2 separate regions of the Drosophila melanogaster genome follow, and region 2 is linked to region 1. Evidence: chromatin contacts called from public Hi-C data. All regions are on one chromosome and are shown on one strand. The core of a region is the stretch at or near the end of the contact, and the rest is flanking DNA. Distances in the headings are between cores, read along the strand shown.

What was found. Hi-C and Micro-C count contacts between places; a contact is called where the count stands out from the background.
Region 2: a Hi-C map of the Kc167 cell line shows a contact between it and region 1, with 4 times the contacts expected there. A contact is called at or near these places in 24 of 107 Hi-C or Micro-C datasets (the D17-c3 cell line, the Kc167 cell line, the ML-DmBG3-c2 cell line and 7 more) and 2 of 7 datasets of targeted methods (both in the Kc167 cell line).

Annotation. Positions count from the first base shown.
Region 1 is chr3L:20,805,641-20,812,749 of dm6, forward strand. It overlaps CG3634, which reads right to left and starts at 3,607. Exons shown (of 2, transcript NM_141003.3): 1 at 3,199-3,607; 2 at 1,228-3,133. The coding sequence starts at 3,337. The coding sequence ends at 1,659. It overlaps HIPP1 (HP1 and insulator partner protein 1), which reads left to right and starts at 4,029. Exons shown (of 6, transcript NM_141004.3): 1 at 4,029-5,288; 2 at 5,341-5,810; 3 at 5,884-6,557; 4 at 6,617-6,827; 5 at 6,884-7,030; 6 at 7,086-7,109. The coding sequence starts at 4,163. It overlaps Spc105R (Spc105-related), which reads left to right. Exons shown (of 6, transcript NM_001275194.1): 4 at 1-219; 5 at 282-734; 6 at 794-1,213. The coding sequence ends at 1,031.
Region 2 is chr3L:21,011,759-21,018,867 of dm6, forward strand. It overlaps skd (skuld), which reads right to left. Exons shown (of 13, transcript NM_168879.3): 3 at 453-768. Among named protein-coding and RNA genes, the nearest start is that of scaRNA:PsiU6-40, 8.8 kb to the left of the region's middle.

The sequences.
Region 1 (7,109 bases), core at 2,357-4,856:
CCTGCCACCTCGGAAATTGTGGGACTTTTCAAGGCTACAGCAACGGTTGCGCAATATAAGGCAGAGGCCGTCGTGGAAGGAAGTGAACACTTACTGGGAGATCGAGGAGGAGGCTCGTCTGTCCAGGAACCAAGACTCCGACGATTCAATGGAGCAGACCAGGGTGGAGGAGGAGGCCACCAAGTGGAACAAAGCGGCGCTTCTTGAAATGTGCAAGCTGTGAGTACCGAATACACTTGGAATTTTGAATCATTTTTTAACATTTACTATTTCTACAACAGAAGAACAGAAGAGAAGGACATAGCCATGCCCCCGGAATCCTTCTTTACGAGACTCAAACGTTTGCTAACCGAACAGCAGCCCAACTGGATCTTCGACTACCAGCGTAAAGTGTCCCAGCAAATGATATTTTACAACCGACAGCTGACCACGATCCGAATCGTGGTGAACTACCAAATCGAAGACTTAGTAGAGGAGTCCACCATTAGCGTGTGTTCCATTCAACTAGACAATGACGTGCCCACTCCCAAGGACCAATGGTCATCGCGTGAACACTTTTTAAACTTCCACCTAAGTCTCCGCCTGCCGATGAATCCTAGCGACGAGATCGAGGGCAGTGATGAGACGGCTTTCTTGAAATTTCTCAACGGCATTGATCGCAGAATTGCAGAAGTCAAGCAAAAGTTACACAAAGTTTTAGATCTTCTAGCGCAGAAGAGAGCGAGGCTAACAAGGTATAAGCTTCTCCAAGGTGTATCTCAATACATTACTAATTTAAGTGATCCCTTTTTAGAGAAGCAAATCGAACTATTGTCAGAAAGATAGTGCGAAAGTGCATCGACCAGGAACCCATCGTGCGTCTCGAGAAGATCACTTTCCTTATTGAAATCGGTAATATTGAGGACGTTTCCTTCACGGACATCCTACGCCCCGAACTGCATCTCTTCAATGAAAACATTCAGTATCTGCCCAAGGGAATTCCTTTCCTCGAAGCCTTTCTCACCGATCCCGAGCAGTACCTTAGAAAATAAATGCGTATGTTAGACTACCTTTTAAATTGTTTTAAATTAAAATAAATGCATTCGTCTGCGTTTTTTAACGAATTCACATTGAAAGTGTATGCGAATGGGCAAGGATTTCCACTGAAATCGAGCTTATTTATAAGAGCAACCATTACTATAAGTCCTTTGAACGAAATAAAACAAATAAAGAGCAAGGAAGGATTTTGTTTGAATTTAAGTTTACTCGCTTCTCGTACTCGTTTACAATAATTAAAATAATAATAAAACTTAAAAGTAATTTAGTTTCCTCTTGCGTGGCTGCTGAAAATTCGTTTCGTTCATCCGGATCACTTGGAAGCTGGAACTAGTTGAGTGCGTGTTTGCTTGCATTTGCTTTCTTTATGTTTATTTCACGAAGACAACACAGACATATTAAGATCCAAAATATATATACGTTATATATATATATATATATATATATATATGTATGTTTTGTGTTTAAGGTTTGTGTTTTGAGTGGTTCCGTGGCCTTCTGCCCGCTTGCTTCTCAGCCACATGGAGATGGATGCGTGTGAGTATGTGTGGTGTTCTTAGTTTTGTGTGAGTGTGTGTGACGTCATTCGAGGGTGGAAAGTGGAGGAGTGTGTGACCTCCGGCTTAGACGCGAGACAACTGCTGCAGCAGATTGCACGGCCAGAACGCCTCGATACGCTCCTTGAGCAGCTGAAATGGATACGATATCCAGGTAAGTACGGTCTGTGCCAAATGACCCATGGGCTCCGGATACTGGTGGGTGGCCAAGGCCAGCAGGGCGGTAATGGAGCACAGTCCCGCCGTGAACAGGATGAAGAAGGGCAGCTCCTTCTTAGGATAAACAGACACCTCGTGGAACGCCGGCAGCAGTTCGCGATCCGCGCACTCTGTGCATGTTGGATATGGATAGAAGAGGTGGCCACGCTCCAGCGGATACGGCAGCATGCGAAACGTGCCCTCCCAGGTGCAGTGCAGCAGGTTCAGGGCGCCCTCCACCTGCTTCCAGTGCTTCAGATGGAAGAACGCGTAGGCCAACGCCTCCGAATCGCCGCGCTTCAAAATGTGCTCTGGCGGTAGAATAAGTCGCTTTGTCTCAAGCAGATACTTGGGCACATGCGGATTGAACTCCACCGCCCGATGAATGGCCTCAACGGCGCTCATTTCAGCTTGACTTAGACCTCGCTTGGATGCTATGTCTGGCGAAAACTTGTCGGCTACGGCGCGCGCCTTCAGCAGAGCAGCTGTATAGCAGATAGTCGCCGATTTCGGCAGCGAGATGTCATCGTACTTGGCCAGAATGGCATGGCAATCGGCGTAGGCCTGCATCTCCAGCAGCGTTTCGATTAGATTCTCGTGAATGTTCAGTACGCTCATGATCGAGGGTATCTCCTTGGTGAGATCGCGAAACATTTTAGCCGCCTCCTTCAGCTTGCCCAGCTTGCGGGCGCACATGGCAAGCCGTCGCTTGATATAGATCAGCACATTGGTGTCGCGCCGATGCATGCCATCCGCAATGGCGCCCTGGTGTTGGGTGGCCTGCGACTTGCGGTAGTTGATCTCGGCGACCTTTAGGGCCGTCTTCAGGATCTTCTCCGCCTCCATAATGGTCATGGCTTCCTCCTCGGCCAGCAGTATATAGGCAGGTGCACATTCCGCATTGATTTCCAGAGCACTGTGAGCGGACTTGATGCGCTGCATGGGATTGCGTTCGCGCCAGGCCGTCTGCATGATCTCATACTCCTCCTTGCGGGCATCGCCTTCGCAGGTAAAAAATGTTTGATGGTCCTGGGCACTTAAGTTCATGTCGTAGTAGGTCAACGGCTCCTTGCTGGTGGCCCAAAAGAATCTCTGGTACTCGGCGCCGCGAAATAGATTAAGTGGATTTCGCCAGACCTTACACTCGGGCATTTGGGTGCCCGTACTTGTGGTGGCGCTGCCACTGCCTGATGCCCCTGCTCCACCCGATCCTCCTCCGCCTGCTCCGCCATTGCTGCTGCTGCTGGAGCCACTGCTGCTGCTGCTGCCACTGCCATTGCTGGACTCTGATTGGCCATCGCTGCCATTTATCCAGGGGCTAATGTGGTTGATAGAGACTTGCTCTGCGAAACAGGGACAGTGAAACAGAATAAGAAGGAAGCGGAGGAAGGGGAACCCCACTACTCACCTATAAACGAAGTGCCATACTTCCGGAAATACCACCACTCAAAGATCAGGATCAGGCCCGAGATCAGGCTGGAGGTCCCTGTGAGCGCCACGTAGAACTTAGGCGTCAGAGTGCTGAGAAACATGGACGAATCCCACATCCTGCTGCCTGCTGCCCCCTGCCTGCGAAGTTCTGTATTCGACGCTCGTTTCGCTTTGGCCCCAGCTCCGTCCGGATTTTGCCGCTCTCCGGGATTAGCTTGTGCCTGGGGGTTCGCGGATACTCTGTGCTCTGGCACTGACCACCGCCGAGGGGTTAGATCAATTAACGGTTGCCTTTCTTGGCGCTATCCTTGCGCGTATCCTTGCTGCTGATGAGACTTTTTTCAATCAAGTATTCGAAAGGGGATGAGCGGGGGGTAAATACCAGCGCAACGTGACCGTTTCTCGTCGCCTTCTAAATGCCGCTGAACGTACTGGTCACTCTGAAAAGTTCTTGCGGGAAGACCTTTCAACTTCTTTCAGAAATATTCCACGCATGTATCTAAAGTCTATTGCATGGCCAAGAGATATACACATTTCCCACTGTTATCTATTATTACTTATATTTGTTTTAATAGTTTGGTTCTTATTTGTGCTCAACATATTTCGACAGTTATTTCTTACGATCACGCTAAGAACTTACTCTAATAGCAAATAATAACAAAACCGGTCATACATATTAAAATATATAAGCGAACTACCTGATATCTATTTAATGCTAATTGTTGTTTAAATTTAATGAAAAATGTAATTCTCGAACCATCCACTTTTTCCGATATTTTCACGCCTATCGATAGATCCACCTGCGCACCACTACAAAAAATGGCCGCTGAGCTGCAAGTGCACTTTTTTTTATAATAGACCAATCCGATTGAAACAAGCACGCAAAGCCCTTAATTTGGAACTCCTGTTGAACGGAAAGCCATCAGTGGGGCAGTGGAATCATGGAGCAGGTGTCGGATAGTGCGGTGACAACTCTGGAGTCAACCCAAGCAGAGGAGCCACCACCAGGAGTCGAAAAAGTTGAGACTCTAGAACTAAAAACGGCGGCGTTAGAAACACTCTCGGAAAGTGCGGGTCCCACTGATTTGGAGAATGAGCTGGCCAATCTCAACGGATCTGAAGAGGGTCCAGGCTTGGACGAGCTGAGCACTCTGGAGAGGGAGATAGCTAAGCTGCATAACATTCGACCGCCGGATGCGGCGTCCGAAGTTAAGGATTCCGACACACCAATTGCCTTAGCAGACAATGGTGGCTTAGAGCCCCGCCAGGCCCCAGATGAAGCTAAATGTCGAACCCCAATAATCGAAGAAGGCAACGCTGCCTCAGGCAACGGCCAGTCCAGCGAATCCCCCTTGGAAGAGGTAGATCTCATTGCCCTGCTCAAGGGGACGGATACCAGTCATGATCAGCCTACGGGAGAGGAAAAGTGCACATTGGAGAAGGCTCTCTCCGAGCTTGACGGCGTTGGAGAAGATGGGGATGTAGGTGTTACCATCGAGGGCGAAGGGCAGTTCGAAATCATGGAAATTGACGACGACGAGGGGGAGTCATCGAGTCGAAAAGCCAGCCCCAAGGTACCTGCGTCCAAGCCCATCAAATCTAACTCCTTGCCTTCTATATCCAAGCATAAGCTCTCCCCGGAACAAGCCAGAGCTGTTGCTCTGGAGCAGATGGCCGGTCTAAAGCCAAAGTCGCGTCGTAAGGAGCCGCCTGCGCCGCCTTCTGTGGTCGCGCCGATAGATATTGTCAGCTCGTTGAACGATGATTGGGACGACTACGACTCTGAGGAAGACAAGTCGGCTTCCGCGTTGGTGACAGAAGTTATAACTCTGCCTTCAGCACACGTAGTCACTAAGAAGCCACCTCTGCCTGTGAAAAAATTGTCATCCCCAGTTAAGCACAGCCCGAACTCGGCAATTTTGCTAAACAACAAGATCAGCGGAGTAAAAGTAATGTTAAAGACCGTGAGCCAAAAGCAACTTGCAGCCTCAACAGGGGCAGCAGCGGAAAAAACCAAGCCGACTGTCGTTGTGTCACCTCCCAAGGAAACCGAAGAGCATACTACGGGTACAGTAAAGTTGGAATTCATTAAATCATTGCTTACAAACTGAATTTTTAGGGTTCAAGCGTATGCGTGTAATTAAAAGGAAGATAATCTGGGACCCCGATGTACCAGAGACGAAAAAATCGTTTGCGCAGTATGCTAGCACGAAGGCGGCATGTCCAGCACCCACCACACCAAAAACAACTGTCAAAAGCATTTCGCCCACCACGACGACTAAGAAGGAGGTGGCACCCAAAAAACGGTCAGCTACACCTACTGCTCGGTCTACTAAAGCTGGCACTCCGGTCGGAGGAACAGAGCGGGGTCCCTCGCCCGTCAAACGACGCGCGCAAACTCCGAACACAGGTCTAGCCAATGGAGGAACTCAAAAAAAGAAAAAGGTCTCTGAGATCGATCGCCTGATGGGCGACGAGGGAGCTGCCAATATGATTCATGCAGTGGAGCATGAGCAGCGGGAATTGAGTGGTGGTGAGGTGTCCAATAAGCCGCTGATGCGGAAACGAGCGATGACCATAACCGGAAGGGTAAGTACTTCTACTATAGAAATCCGAGATACCTATTATCGATTATCGAATATTTATGATTTTCCAATACAAGAACCAGGCAGCACGAGTTGCTGTGGAACCAACACCGCCCAAAAAAGAGTCAGCACAATCGGCCGCCAAACGAACGCCTGCTGATTCTGTTTTTACTAAGGCCACCGCCAACACATCTGCCCGTAAGCCTCGCGCTTCCGACTCGTGGGACTATGTTTACAAACAGCGCGCCAGCGAGGAATCGATGATCATGCGTCGGCGCTCCAACAGCTCGTACTCCAGCAACGCTTCCGTAAGTCGAAATTCGCTGGACAATAGGCCCGGAGCAGCCAATCTGTCTGATGATGCAGGCGAGGGCTCGGACCCGTCATTTAAGTTTGTAAAGCCCGTAAGCAAGTCGAGCCAAAGGGGCGGTGAAGATACCTCCTCGCATACGCTGGCTAACGATATGAAGGCGAACAACGGTAGCGAACTGGTGTGCCTGCACAAGGTTAACAAAGTTGCTCACCTGGTCATCCACACGGAACGAGGAAACTTCGGCCATACGTACAGCAAGCAGCTGCTGGAGCAGTTGAACGACACACTGTCCAGTGTTGCCCGCAAAGGCGAATTCAACACGGTGTTGCTTACCGTCGAGGGTCCACAGTTTTGTCAGGGCATCGATTGCCAGGAACTGATACAGGGTTCCCTGGAGAAGCGAAAGGATAGTGCCAGTCAACTGGCTGTAGCCCTTAAGTAAGTAATTCAAATGTATCTTTGAGAAAAGGCTTATTAACGAAACCGTTACATTTTAGATGCTATCTACGCACTCTGGCCACATTTCCTAAACCCTTGGTGGCTGGCATTGTTGGCAGCCAGATTAATTTGGGCGTTATGCAGCTTCCCTTTGCTGACTACGTGGTGGCCTCTGATGATTGTAGCTTCGAGACTAACTATGCCAAATTGGGTCAGCTGCCCGAGGGCTATGCTCTGTGGCATGGTCACCAAAGAGTTTCCAGTGAAGTGGTAAATATTCAGTCTTTTATAAAGCTTATCTACAGCTCATCCCATGTATCGTTCAGCACTCGCGTTTGTTTCTTATGGGTGAAAGACTGTTCGCAACGGAACTTTTGGAATCGAATAGTTTCGTTGACAAGATCTGCAAGGCCAGAAATGTCAACGAAATGGCTCTGGCCAAAGCCAAACAGATATCCACTAGCTCTGCGGAGGTAAAGCGTAACATCTAGTGTTATTATTAGTTAACTTATATTGAAAATCCCACAGATGTATCGTACACTAAAGAAACTC
Region 2 (7,109 bases), core at 1,868-4,367, 210 kb after region 1:
AATCAGGAGAGCAATAATAATAATCATCTGCCGCAATCGAAATGTATTTCGCGAGTTCTCTGTTGTTTGTTTGTGTGTCGCATTTGTTTTGGCTTTTCTCACACAGATACACCCACACACACATAACCGTCAAAGAGATGGCAAAATTTGTTGTTGCAATTGCATGCGATGGATGTGGCCTTGAAGCTTTATTAAATTCATCACCCACTTGGATGTGTGAGTGAGAACGGGTATGTGTGTGCCTGTGTGTGTGTGGGAGAGAAAGGGAGAGCAAGAAAATAATACAATCAATCTTAAATGTAACACATCGAATTTTAAGTGGTAAATAGGTTTACCTATTTAGAAACTTCTATGAAAATGTCATATTGTATACCTCGTGGCTAGTACCGGTAACTAGCTTTCATATTTAGCTTTCACATTTTATTCGAACCGTCTTCGGTCTAGAAACTTACCCGCTACTCGGAGCAGCTCGGCATCGACCAGTTCACTGAGATCGGGCTCCTCGCCGTACCAGAAGATCCATAGCTCCTTGGCGGCGGCCAGCGAAAGGGGCGGGTGGACCTTGGTCGACGTGGTCATCTCGAAGGTTAAGGCATTCGGGTCGGCGTGGTCCGTCTTCGTGGATTGGACCCTCCTCCACACGCACAGCATGTCCGCCTGGATGCATCGCGAATATGAGCGCAGGATCGGGTCCGCCAAAGGATCGCTCGATGCGTTCGGTCGCTCCCCGTTAACGAACTTCCGCCACTTTATTCCACATAAATCAGTCTGTAATGGGTTAATAGAGAGTTAGCAGTAATTAGTCATAAATGCGTATGTAAGCAGGTAATGGTAGCCAGACTAATGCCAAATAGGTTCTGTAATACACTCAACTGATAACTATCACTGCACTATCTACTTATACATATGTGTAGGGTAGCTCCTATCATTTGTTTACCCTGTCGTGACGAAAGTTCCGTGTCTGTACAATCTTCTTATAAATGACGTACGGAAAATAGCGCATTCCTAATTTAAGACTTGTTATGGCAGCTGCTGGGGAGAAATCTTAAAGAGACTTTGGATAAACTTCACCAATAACAACCTATTTTATTTCCGTTGCGGCCTTATTTAGATATTTACTGATAGCTGTGATCGCAGAGAATATATGCAGAGAAATAATTGTTCCTAAAGCTACAAAATCACAAATATATTGCAGTAAATGTGAATTATTCCCTATACAAACACCACGTTTACTTTTATAGGCTAAAGTTAAATATTAAGCACCTTTAGATCCCTTTAATAAGAAAAGCAATTAAAAAATGGAACTTATCCAACAAGTTGATTCCATTCGATCATAAACTATAGATAGGTAAACTGTTTTTTCACACTAGGTCGCAACAGTTTGTGAAAACTTAACTGCTCTTTTTACATCGATAAATGCTGTAGGTATTAAAAATAAAGGTTTCAGCACACCCCATCTGACTCACTGAGATTACGATCTTAAACTGTTTTATCGGTTTTTGCATTAAACGCAAATTCTAACGATGACGTTAGATTTAATTACGAATTGCTAATTTTGTCACGATTCGAGAAATCAATGAAGAGTCAAGCAATAAATGGATAAGCTTCTTTAATGTTATATGCAAATGAAATAATACAGAAATTTTCTATATAATACCTTATATTTTTTATACAACTTCAAGTTTTGCCGAGTGTATTTCAATCTATGCAAAAACGATAATCATCTTGAATTGTTGCCCACTAATTTACCAGTGTTGCGAAATCTTTCAACTTACACACACACATCTGTAAAATACATTCCTCATTGCACTTGGCAGCAGCAGTAACAACAGGCAAAGCATAAAAAGACCAAAGCGAAGCTCGAAAATCTTCCGCTGCCTCGCAACTCAAAACAAAAGCACGAAAAAAACGGCAGAGGGTGGAAAGGAGGGGTGGAGAAGAAGGGGGAGGAAAAGAGGAGCTGCAGCAGAGACATGAGAAACTTGGGGCACCGAAGAAGAAACAAAAGCAAAACCAAGAGAGAAGCACGGAGAAAAAAAAGAATGAGTGACTGACTAACTGGGCTTATGTAGCTTGCTGGCTCTTTAGCTTTTTTAGCCATTTGGGGTCGTCATTGGCTGCTTCCGTTGCAGAGTTGCGTTGGCTTTACACAGCCAGTCCCCAATTTTACAAGACTCGAGTCCACACAAGACTCGAATTTACGATTAATATACTCACATTATTATTATCTGCTACGTGGGAAGAAAGGGATAAGCCCACCAACTTGAATATTAATATTGTATATCAATGTAAAATATCTGTCAACAATGGAACGAATCAATACGTAACCCCAACAAAAACCACAAGGTAATATTAAATAGTATATTTCTAAACCGTGACCATTGAACTATAGGAGTCTCAGACCCTTTTTGCAATAATTCAAGTCGTAAAGCAAAAGCTAATGTAAATATGTATTGCAATGATCTGTCAATATTTTAACGATAAAGCAACGTGCAGGCGTATATCTCTCCAAAACAAAGGTTTGTCAACAATTATTAAAATCGCAAGACTTGTGTATTTCAACATTTTGAAACTATGCTCCAAGTTTTACACTATTCGAGTAGGGAGAAAATTGACTTATAGAGGTTTCAAGATGGTAGAATTGTTGAAAATGGAAACAAGTTGCTGGTGTGGCAAGTGGCGAGTGAGAAGGCAGGCAAGCAGTGCAAAATCAATGGGCCAAAGCGAGATGGCGCCAAAATAAATAACTGCACCTTCAAGCACACGCACACACACACTATCGTACTTGTATGGACGGGAGGGCGGTCGCGCACGCACACAATCAAAGCCGAAAGGTATTCCCCCAAACCGGCCATTCTCCCCAATTCTCAATTCTCAAGCCCACTCTTTTCCGCCGTCTTGACGACAAAAATGTATGTTCCACATTCTTCCGCTGCTTGCTTGGCTGCTCTTCGTTTTTGCCATTTTTGTGTGTGTTTTCATTTTCGCTCTCATTTCGTCTCGCTGCTTTTTCTTCGCTTCGTGTTGGTTTGTCTCTTATTTTTGGTCGAGCTATCTCGTAGGTTGATTTTTTCTATCTTTTATCTGTCTTCCTCTCCCTCTCGCTTTTTGCAATCCTTCAACGAGAGAGGAGGAGGTCGTGTTTCCCCCCTCTCTCACTGACTGTTATCATTCCGACATTCGCCTGTGTTTGTGTTTGTTCACGCGCGCGAGTTACCACCCCACCCCCTAAACCCCCACGCCTCTAAACAAATCATCGGACACTCAACCGGGAAGACGGCAACTGGAACACCGCATCCGGCCGAATGCTGACATTCCGGCCGAATGCTGACATTACACAAAAGTCGCACTGCAACATTGTCCCCAGCTAGCCAGCCACATGCCGAGTCGGCATGTTCATTATGCTTACAATTAAGAACCTATGTACTTATGTATAAGACGAAAACGGAGGACTCGAGTAGCCACTCTCTGACAATAAACTTCATACTGATTTTGAACTTCAAGAAAGTCAGTCGTATTCTTTATTGGAAATCTTCACACTACAACTATCTGCTGAAACTTAAAAACCTTCATACATTTACACATCATATCTTCACAAAAGGCTCCACCCTCGATCACGGACTTAACTGGCGCAGCCGGTAGGATGTCCTACCTATTAATAATTACCTACCTGTAAGTAAACATGTAAGAAACGAAACAAACTATATGCAAGATGTCGACTGAAAGTGACTAGGAACAAATTTTTATAAAACAAAATTGAAGTTGTGAAGTACCAAATGAAACTCAAACATATATTCAAACACAGGAAAAAAAAAGAGAGAGGAAAAATGTAAAATAAATAAATATACAAAAAAAAAGTGCAAGTGTACCGTACTGCCGCGCTGACGTGGAATCTATCGCTGATCATCACGCCATCGGTATGTCCATACTCTGCCGAACGTCATAATTTTTATAAAAAAGTGCAAGTGTACCGTACTGCCGCGCTGACGTGGAATCTATCGCTGATCATCACGCCATCGGTATGTCCATACTCTGCCAAACGTCATAATTTTTATAAAAAAGTGCAAGTGTACCGTACTGCCGCGCTGACGTGGAATCTATCGCTGATCATCACGCCATCGGTATGTCCATACTCTGCCAAACGTCATAATTTTTATAAAAAAAGTGCAAGTGTACCGTACTGCTGCGCTGACGTGGAATCTATCGCTGATCACCACGCCATCGGTATGTCCATACTCTGCCAAACGTCATAAGTTTTTATAAAAAAAAAAGAGTGCAAGTGTACCGTACTGCCGCGCTGACGTGGAATCTATCGCTGATCATCACGTCATCGGCACTTACATACGCTGGCCAACGCATCGCCAAAGCCTCTATATACACTTATATATGTGAGCATACAATATCAACTACAATCCAATACATCCACGTACTGTACCGCCTCGTTGGCATGGAATCAAACGCTGATCACCATGCCACCGTGGTAAACAAACAAAGCACCAAAGCCTCTCTAATACATTGTACACTCAAAACGCACACTGCCATACGTCGGCGAAAAATCAAAACATAAGCAAAAATCATTTCAAACCAAGCGAGGCTCATTCTGCGTACCACAACGACAACGACACTGCATGTGTAGTGGCGCACCCATGTCTGGGTAGCCGAGGTAAGGGGAAAACGCTTGAGTATCGTCAAGTGTTCTTGCCTTTCACTCTTCTACAATGGGTTGCTACGCTCATGTATTGCACATTCAAAATAACCAAAACAAATGTACTAAAGAAGTCGACATATACAGATATATTTTGTTTCCTTTCATTGTGTAATTTTGTATATCAAACAAATACTAATACCAATCACATTGCAGAATATAAAAGGGAAAATATAAAGCCAAAGACAGACACCCATACACTCTAGTAAACAAGAAATTTGTTCATTATTTTTCAATCATACATAATATACTAAGTAACCTCAAATTTAATGTCAAAAAAGTTCGTTTACAACCTTAGGAAAACTACACGTTCAGTTGTTGGAGTTCCACCAAACACTAATAGGCCCCCACATCCCGTTAGACGTCCTGACTCCCTTCTCCCGATTTCGGAAGAACCCAAATCAATATCTTCCCAAACCCCCAATATGGACTCGGGAAACGATTCTGCCCGCCCCACTCCATCCCCTCTGGCGCCCACTGTCAGTGGTATTAGCTCCTTAATTTCAACTACGTTCAAGCCTAAAGATATCATGGCATTTGTTGAGCATTTGCCAACCTTTGATGGTACACCTCGTCTATTGGACAGGTTTATCACTAGCGTAGAAGAAATCCTGATGCTCATCAGGGGAGCTGACCAAACACCGTATGGCCTGCTTACTCTGAGGACCATCAGGAACAAAATCATTGATAGGGCCGACGAAGCCTTGGAACTGGCAAATACCCCCTTGGTTTGGGATGAGATTAAAAGCAATCTCATCCGCCTCTACTCGAGCAAGAAAAGCGAGGCCAACTTGTTAAGCGAGCTTAACACATTTTCGGACAACCTGACCTTGGGCCAACTGTTCTTTGGTATATCAAAGGTGAGAAGCCAACTCTTCTCCATACTCAAAAACAGCGAACACAACAACACTGTTGTAGATGCAAAAAAGGTTGTCTACAACGAGGTTTGTCTCAATGCTTTTATGACTGGTTTGAAGGAACCTCTCAAGACTTTCGTCAGGATAAAGTCCCCTTCTACACTTGAACAGGCGTACGAGCAATGCCAAATAGAGCAGACCTTATATAGGGCACAAAACAAGCGAACCAACAGACCAGAGCAGGGACCCAATGGATCAGACAATAAAACCTACCGAAATAGCTACGACAGCAATTACCGCAGCGGACGTAACGACCGAAATGACCGTAGGGGACCCTACTCTAACTCTAACTCTAACTCTAACTCTGGCCAAAATAGACCATTTAATTCACACAATCGCACACCCCAATCCGGCACCAAGGACAACCGGGCCAATACATCAAACCCCTTTCGAGCACCTTCACATAGTTTGAATAATATAGAGGAGAACCCTCAACCTGATTCGAATTTTCAGCAAACGGCCTCGGGAAACCAACAGGGTACATAAGCCCAGCCACGCACAACCCCTCGCTTCCTTTTATAAAAATCAAACTATCCCAGACAAACCCCCTGAAGTTTTTAATTGACACAGGCTCTACACACTCCTTCATCGACCCAAAATATGTCGACCCTAGGAACTGTGTGACCTTAGATACGCCCATAACACTCAAAACAGCCCTGAACAGTTTTAAAATATATCAAAACGTCTCTATACCATTTCCACCGGAATTCCAAATCACGGGCAAAATGACCCTTCTACCTTTCAAGTTCCACTCTTATTTTGACGGATTGATAGGAATGGACTTATTATCTTACCTAAAAACAGAAATAGATTTACTTAACCTAAATCTAAAAACCCCAAGTACCATTATACCCTTATGGACCCACAGTAACTCAACTTCAAACGTATTTAATATCTCTGGACATACGAAAACTATTTTGCCACTACCAGTGGAAACCAAACAGGGCGACTTCTACATCGATTCAATTACAATCAATGATGACTTAATAATATCAGACGGGATTTATAATGCCCAAAACAATATTGCTAATTTCGTTATCACAAACTATAGCGAGAGGGATCAGTTATTGTACCTCGAGAGCCCGATAAAAGGCATGCCATACTCCACGGCCAACAATGTTGAACTTTTCAGTATCACTTCAGACACCCCACAGCCCCAAAACTCCGCAGCGTCGTTACAAGCCCTTGGCGTCGATCACCTCTCCTCTGAAGAGAAACAAAGCCTACTTTCACTTTGCAAAAGTTATCTAGATATCTTCTACAATGAAGACAAATCATTGACCTTCACCAACAAGATTACACACACGATTAAAACCACGGACGACACCCCCATTCATACAAAATCTTATAGATATCCTTACATTCATAAAGAGGAGGTCAAAAAACAAATAGAGGCAATGTTAAATCAGGACATTATCAAATCCAGTTATTCCCCGTGGAGCGCCCCCGTCTGGGTCGTCCCAAAGAAAATCACTCCTACGGGAGAG